2 separate regions of the Mus musculus genome follow, and region 1 is linked to region 2. A link is a contact called in public HiChIP or PLAC-seq data. All regions are on one chromosome and are shown on one strand. The core of a region is the stretch at or near the end of the contact, and the rest is flanking DNA. Distances in the headings are between cores, read along the strand shown.

Region 1 (3,454 bases), core at 873-3,372, 120 kb before region 2:
GAACCTCTAGAAGAGCTGTCAGTGCTCTTAACCACTGAGCCACCTCTCCAGCCTTGAAAATTTTTTATACTGGTTGGCAGTGGAGAATTCAATGACTGTTCATACAGTTTGGGGTCGTTTCCTTGATTGCTGCTTAGGTTCTAGTTTTTTGTTTTTGTTGTTGTTGTATTGGAGATTGAACCTAGGGTCAGAGTATGCTTAGCTAGTTTGGTTTTCCAAGACAGGAGTTTCAATGTGTAGCCATGGCTGACCTGTAACTTGCTCTGTAAACCAGGCTGGCCTTGAATTCAAAGGAGATCTGACTGCCTCTGCTTCCTTGTGTGCTGGGATTAAAGGCCTGTACCACCACTGCCACCCAGCTCTCTATTTACTTTTTGAATTAGGGTGTAAGTTTCTTAGCCTTGCCTTGAACTCTCTAGTTCAGATAGGCCTTGAACTTGTGATCATCTTGCCTTAGCCTCTAGAAGGTGAGATTGGTTACACCAGGCCTAGCCATTGTAGTTTTATTATGAAAGTAGTTTGGGCTCTATGGATCAACTGAAAAATAAATCTTAAACTTATAGATATTTGGGTCACAATTTGAAGACATTGATCTTGGACAGTGATTTTTATACTGATTAAAAAGCTGCTTTGGAAGTGGAGGGTTCTACTATACCCTCTGCTCTTTATTTCATAAGACAGCTGCTTTTTATCTGTCTTTTCTTTCTTTTTTTCTAATTAGCTAAAGATTCTTTAAATTGCCAAGCAATGCTGGCACATGCCTTTAATCCCAGCATTCAGGAGGCAGAGGCAGTTAATCTCTGAGTTCAAATTGAATCTGAATTTTGGCTGCCTATTCGTGAAGGAAACAGTTTATCCTCCTGTAATATGTCTATCACCATTATTCATTACTTGGTCATACTTCCTTTGATACAGTGGTTGCTAATATCTGCACATCTGACCCTCTTGTCAGAGGTTTTTTTTTTTTTTTTTTTTTTTTTTTAGATTTATTTATTTATTATATGTAAGTACACTGTAGCTGTCTTCAGACACTCCAGAAGAGGGAGTCAGATCTCCTTATGGATAGTTGTGAGCCACCATGTGGTTGTTGGGATTTGAACTCTGGACCTTCGGAAGAGCAGTCGGGTGCTCTTACCCACTGAGCCATCTCACCAGCCCCATGTAGATTCTTTTTCTGTGTGTGTATGTGCATGTGTACATAGAGGCCAGAGGTTTTTCTTTTTTTTTTTTTTTTTTTTTTTTTGGTTTTTTGAGACAGGGTTTCTCTGTATAGTCTTGGCTGTCCTGGAACTCACTTTGTAGACCAGGCTGGCCTCGAACTCAGAAATCCATCCACCTGTCTCTGCCTCTCAAGTGCTGGGATTAAAGGCGTGCGCCACCACCGCCCGGCGCAGAGGTTTTTCTTAATCACTCCTTTAACATCCTCCCCCTTTTCATTTATTTATTTAGTTGGCTAGGTTTTTTGTTTTTGTTTTTTTTTTTTTTTTGAGACATGTTCTCTATGTAGTCCTGGCTCTCTTGGAACTTTCTGTGTAGATCAGACTGCCTCCTGAGTGTTTGGATAAAAGATGTGGACCACTACTCCTGAAATTTTTTTTCCTTTCTTTGAGACAGTCTCACTATTTGTCCTTGCTGACCTGAAACTGCCTGTGTAGATGGAGCTGAACCTGCTTGCCTCCTCAGTGGGAGGATTGTAGGTGTGTGACACCATGCCTGGCCTAACATCTTATTTTTTGAGACAGGATTTCCCACTGAATCTAGATTACCTGTTCAGTTAGACTTGATGGCTCTTTGAGAGTACTTGAGTTCTATTCCCAGCAGTCATGTCAGGTGACTCACAACTACTTGTAATTCTAGCTCCAAACTAGTCCTACACCCTCTTTTGTCTCTTGAGGGGGACCCACACACAGGTTGCATAAATGTGTAGGAATAAACAAATAAATAAAACAATCAGTCTTTGCTGGGTTGTGGTTGGTGGTAGTGTAGAGAGACAGGTGGACCTATTTAGTTAGTTACCTTTTTTTTTTTTTTTGGCTTTTAAGATAGGGTTTCTCTTGTGTTGCCCTGGCTGTTCTGGAACCCTCTGTAGACCAGGCTGTTAAGAGATCCACCTGTCTGCCTACCTCCCTGGTGCTGGGATTAAGGGTGTGAAGTAGCAACACCTCACTCTGGGGCTTGTGGGTATGCCTGAATTCCCAGATCTTCAGAAGCAGAGGTAGAATAAGGAGTTCAAGGCTAGCCTCAGAAATGTTAAAGTTAAGACTAGGTCCTTTGTTCTTTCTGGAATTCTACCTAGCCTCCTTTCCTGTCTGTCTTACCCCATCCAAGACAAAAAGTACACAGTGCTTACTTACCAGCTGCTTCTGCAGAAAGAGTGCTGTGAGGTCCAGGGCAGCCTGGAACTAGTGTGAGATCTTGTTGAGACCTTGTCTCAAACAAAAACATACTCATTTCTTTTATTAATTCAATAACTATGGGTAGTGATTCCTCCCTTTTCTAGTATTATCATGTATTAAAAGAGAAACAAAAAAGTGCTTTGTAAAGTAGAAAGTAAATTCTCAGTCTGCGCATCTACAGGTGCCTACTGTGTTTGCGCTTTGCTGACTTTGTTACAAATGAGTTCAGGGGAGTAGAAAGGAAGACTTAGTTAACATTTGTAGAATGTTTTAGAATTAGAAAGCAGCAAGCTGGGAGGGGCCTTGAAGCCTCACAAAGTCGTTCACATTGTCAGTGCTTAGAGGTTTGGTTCTTTGTTGTTGTTTAACTTTTTGAGGTAGAAAACTAATTTTGTTGTTGTATCCAGAGTTAACTTAGTGTACAAAATTTAGATATATGATAAAGTAAGACATCACCATCTAGAGTTCAAACTTGCAGACATTGGGGGAATATATTTCTGTTTATGAGTTAGATTACTGATGTGTGTTGACTTTTTTGGTATTATATAGAGTAAATAATAAAGATTATTGAAGCACAAAGTGCAGAGGAAAATTAAGGCTGAAATTAAAGATCATTTTTAAAATGTCTTATGCAAAATGAATGTAAATAAATCAATTCATAAAGATAAAAATGAATTTTTGTAGAAAATTTTATCTAAGCCATGGGAATATCATGAATTGTTTTATCATAAGAGATTACATTTTATCCTGTTTCTACGTCATCATATCTTACCAGAGTGTACCACCATAACTTGTGTTTCTTGTCATTTGATGTGCTAGCATATACCTGTAGTCGCACTGCCTTGGAGATGGAGGAAGAAAGATCAGTGTCATTCTTGGCTACATAGCGAGTTTGAGGCCAGCCTGGGCTATAAGTGATCCTGTTTCAAAAACCCAAAATAACCTGTTGTAGAGTCAACCACCTGGAATCCTATACGTGGGAGGTAGAGGCAGGAAGATCAGCAGTGCAAAGTCAGTCTATGGTACACAGAAAGTTTGAGGGCAGCCTTCGATAGCTG
Region 2 (3,539 bases), core at 935-3,434:
GATGCTCTTGAGCTCTCTACGACCCAGGTGCTGGGATCGCAGGTGTGACCCACCACACAGTGCTGGGGATGAAAGTCCAGCCCATGCACGGGTGCTCTGCCAACTGAGCTGTCTCCAGCCTCATTATGTACCACTCGCTAGGCCTTCAGCTCCACTTCAACCACCTTCGCTGCTCATCTTCTCTAACCAGTCCCTTCCACAGCCAAGCTTAGACACCTCTTCCCCTAAGAATTTTTCCAAAACACAGAAGCCGCAGGTTGCTCTTTCTTTTCCTGTTTTCTGTGCTTTGCAAGCCCTGTCAGGACCATCCGCAGAGGCGCTGAATAAAGTCCTGGGAACGTCTTGTCCCCCTTTTCATGATCACAAGCTTGAGAGTCCCAACACACAGTACGTATACACTGGGCATCCCTAAGGGGAACACTCACTGAATGTCCCATCTAAGCTGCTTTCTAGTCTTCTCTCTTCCCTTAGATGGATCTAGAGTACCCTAAGGTGGAAGCCACTTATTCCTCACATAAGTGGCTGTCACTGGAATGAAAGTCTGTTCTGGATAAAATCGTTGTTCTTAAAACAAGAGGCTCCATCCCTGCTTGCTGTTTCCCACTTCTCAAACTTCCTACAACAGCCACCACAAAGCCCAATCCTGTCCCAGTGCAACAACAGACACAGGGCACTGAGGGCAGGATGGAGTTAAGAAATGGGGGGGGGGGGTAACAAACCTTAAACTCAGGCTCCTTTCGTGCAAGGCGCCTGAGCTCCCGGCTGAGCTGAAAAGCGGCCAGCATGGCATCCTCACTGGCCAGCGAGAGGTGAGCCCGGCTTGCAATGCCTCGGTAGGTGTTGATTCGGGATAGTGAGAACTTCAGCAGGTCGTATCGGCGGGCATTGCTGCACTCGAGGCAGGCACAGGAAACTGGGTGGGGCCGAGCAATGGTATGGCCCTGGTCCATAAGCAGCTGGGCAATCTCATACAGGTCCTTCTGGCAGGCCAGTGTGAGTGGAGTGACACCAGGGGCAAAGCGGGAGCCATCAATCGATGAGTCAAAGAAGGCTAGAGAGAAAGACTTGGTGTCTACTTTTCGACCTTTCTCCCGCTCCAGCCGCGCTAGCAGGCGACGCACCACTGCTGGCTGGTTTGTGTCCACAGCCACTAGCAGGGCTTCGTGGATCTGCCGAAAGTCGAATTTGACATTGGCCAGCAGAACATCAGTGATGACCTCGTGGCCCAGGCGGATGGCCAGGTTGAGGGCTTCCCTCCAGGAGCGGTCCTCAGACTCTTCCACATTCCGCAGAGGACCACCTGGCCCAGCACCCGAGGCATCGGAACTGGATTCCAGCAGCTGCTGCACAAGACCCAGCTGGCCCTCCTGGATGGCACGCAGGAGTGTGGGGGGGAATTTGAGCTTTTTGTTCACAATCTCAGTCCAGTTGGGCTGTGGCTAGGTGAAGGAGAGATAGCACTCTGAGTTCCCAAGATTACCTTCTGTAATCAGCTATCATGCCTTCCTCGTCCCAAACACAGATCGGCAACACATACTGTCTTGTTCACCATTTTATTATGTAGATTCACTTAGGAAACGCTAGTGTGGGGAGTGTTTACTCTGCTCACTTCCACTCTTATAAAAAATCCCACGTAGCAGGGCCCAGTGTCAGTTCCCTGAAGAGGTGATTAGAGTAGGTGGTCGGGGCCACACTAGGTACCTAACCTACACACAAGCACACAGAATCTGGCAAGAATAGGATCCCAGCTTGCTTGATCTTCTAGCTGTTTCTCTCTCTGAAGGACAAGTTCAGACACGCACACATGGAGGGTCTTCAAGCTGGGCTTTCCCTAAACCCTTTGTCTATGCAGAGGGCTCTAGCAGGACCTTAAGATGTTCCCTTCCACCACCCGCTCTCAATCTGTCTTCTACTTTGGGGAGCATCTCTACTCCTTAGTGTTTGGTCCTGTTCTTCTACCAGGCCCAGCCCTTTGCTCTTTTCTTCTAGGCCCTGGATCAGGGATCCGAGGGCTCTCCCACCAGCAGCAGCATCCCAGACTTGTCTGGCAGCAGGCTGTCCCTGCATCCCCGGGGACTGGGATGAAGAGGGGAGGAAAGCAGGGGTCTCTTACCGAAAGGGGGTCCATGGCTGCACCCACCTCTGTGGGCAGGGGCTGAATGCTTGAACTCCAGCTCTGCCTCTCCCTTGACTGTGCCTAGCATTCTCTTTTATTTCTACCCAAAGCCCCACCCTGTGCCCTCCCTTCATCAGGACCAGCTGCTCTCTCCCTGCCTCGTACCTTGGGGACAAGGGGAACGGGTGTTAGTGCCACATGATGACGTCTCCTGGGGAAAAAGGGAAGCGTGCACAATTCTTTAAAGCAGAATTGAACTACCACAGCTCCAGGGGAGACACTGTGGTCCAACTATCTCAAATAGTTGGAATGAGATTTGCTCAAACCCTTACAAGCCATGCCCAGAATCATCTACTCCTTAGAAAGGAATCTCTCTGGCTCCCTTAAGAACCATGTGAGTAGGAAGAGGGTTTTCATGTTACTGAAGATCCATTTCACACCCATGAGAAGTAAAGTTTCAGAGTCATCTGACTACATCTGAGACAGATACCCATGAAGAACACAGAAGGTCAAGGTCATATGGAACTCGTTAGTTTCACACTCAAGACTCATTCACTCATCTTCCCAAACAGCATAACTTTATAATTCCCAGCCATTATTTCCCCCTGACTGAGCCTCAGTTTTTCATTCAGGAAAATGGGCATTAGGTAACACATTCTAGATAGTATCCTAAGGCCTTGGAGAGATCATCAATTCTACCAAAGAAGTTCTAAGGGGAAAATATCCTTTGAGAATTGGGTACCATAGTGACAAAGCCTTGACAACAGGAATGGGGAGCAAGCTGGGTCCACAGTGTTCTCAGGCAGGCGGAGTCCTGAGTAATAGCTGGAGGGAGGGGACCCAACCCTTCTTAGCCACCAGAGATCCATTCCCCAGGCTCCAACATAAAGGGTCAACAGAACGTCACTGCTCAGGCTGGCAAAACTTCCCCACACACGCTGGCATGTTCTTCTATTTCTCTTGCTGAGAACTGTAATTCACAGATAGGGCACTGGACCCAGGAAGGTGGCGGCGAGCTCTCTGGGGAGGAGACCCACAGCACGGACTCCGAGGAAGACAAGGAGGCAGGAGAAGCTGGCTGGGGTGGGGGGCTCTCTCCACAAGTTGCAGCATGCTGGGGAAGAGTCTCAATACTGAAGAAACCTAAGGAGAAAAGGAGACAGTTAAACTGGGCCTGCTCCCAGGCAAGCTGCCATCCCCAGTTGCTGAAGGGAGTATCTGCTGCCACAGTGCAAGTGCTTGCTGAGAGACACTATCATATGTCTGCAGACATCCATCAGACATTTACTAGGCGGAGAGGGACATGGACATCCTTACAGAACATTGAGTCTACTGGGAAAGATCAGCTATGAGCATAAAGAACATTGCTGCCAGGCTTGGACAAATCAAAACTGTGTGTGTAACAAAACTGATTGGTATGTGT

The links. HiChIP or PLAC-seq counts read pairs in DNA pulled down with a chosen protein or histone mark.
Region 1: a contact with region 2 is called in an H3K27ac HiChIP or PLAC-seq map of embryonic stem cells, with 5 read pairs. The contact joins the enhancer-like site here to the promoter of Trpc2 in region 2. A contact is called at or near these places in 7 of 39 promoter capture datasets (the C10 cell line, cranial neural crest, embryonic stem cells and 3 more), 1 of 15 datasets of contacts at CTCF or cohesin (CD8 T cells), 3 of 484 Hi-C or Micro-C datasets (CD8 central memory T cells, granulocyte-monocyte progenitors and muscle stem cells), 6 of 115 datasets of contacts at active chromatin or transcription factors (bone marrow-derived macrophages, embryonic stem cells and pancreatic cancer cells) and 3 of 9 other capture datasets (adipose tissue, liver and pancreatic islet).

What each region holds. Positions count from the first base shown.
Region 1 is chr7:102,199,974-102,203,427 of GRCm38.p6, reverse strand. All of the region lies in intron 1 of Nup98 (nucleoporin 98), which reads left to right. Among named protein-coding and RNA genes, the nearest start is that of Nup98, 8.5 kb to the left of the region's middle. Within about 2 kb of position 2,122, at least 20 of the 459 cell types and tissues checked have an H3K27ac peak or open chromatin away from gene starts, as enhancers often do. A contact at or near this core is called in embryonic stem cells, where this site is marked.
Region 2 is chr7:102,081,761-102,085,299 of GRCm38.p6, reverse strand. Trpc2 (transient receptor potential cation channel, subfamily C, member 2) reads right to left here and starts at 2,184. Exons shown (of 13, transcript NM_001109897.2): 1 at 2,114-2,184; 2 at 720-1,439. The coding sequence starts at 2,128. It overlaps Xntrpc (Xndc1-transient receptor potential cation channel, subfamily C, member 2 readthrough), which reads right to left. Exons shown (of 22, transcript NR_104582.1): 10 at 2,859-3,259; 11 at 720-1,439. It overlaps Xndc1 (Xrcc1 N-terminal domain containing 1), which reads right to left. Exons shown (of 11, transcript NM_001286689.1): 11 at 1,538-3,259. The coding sequence ends at 3,027.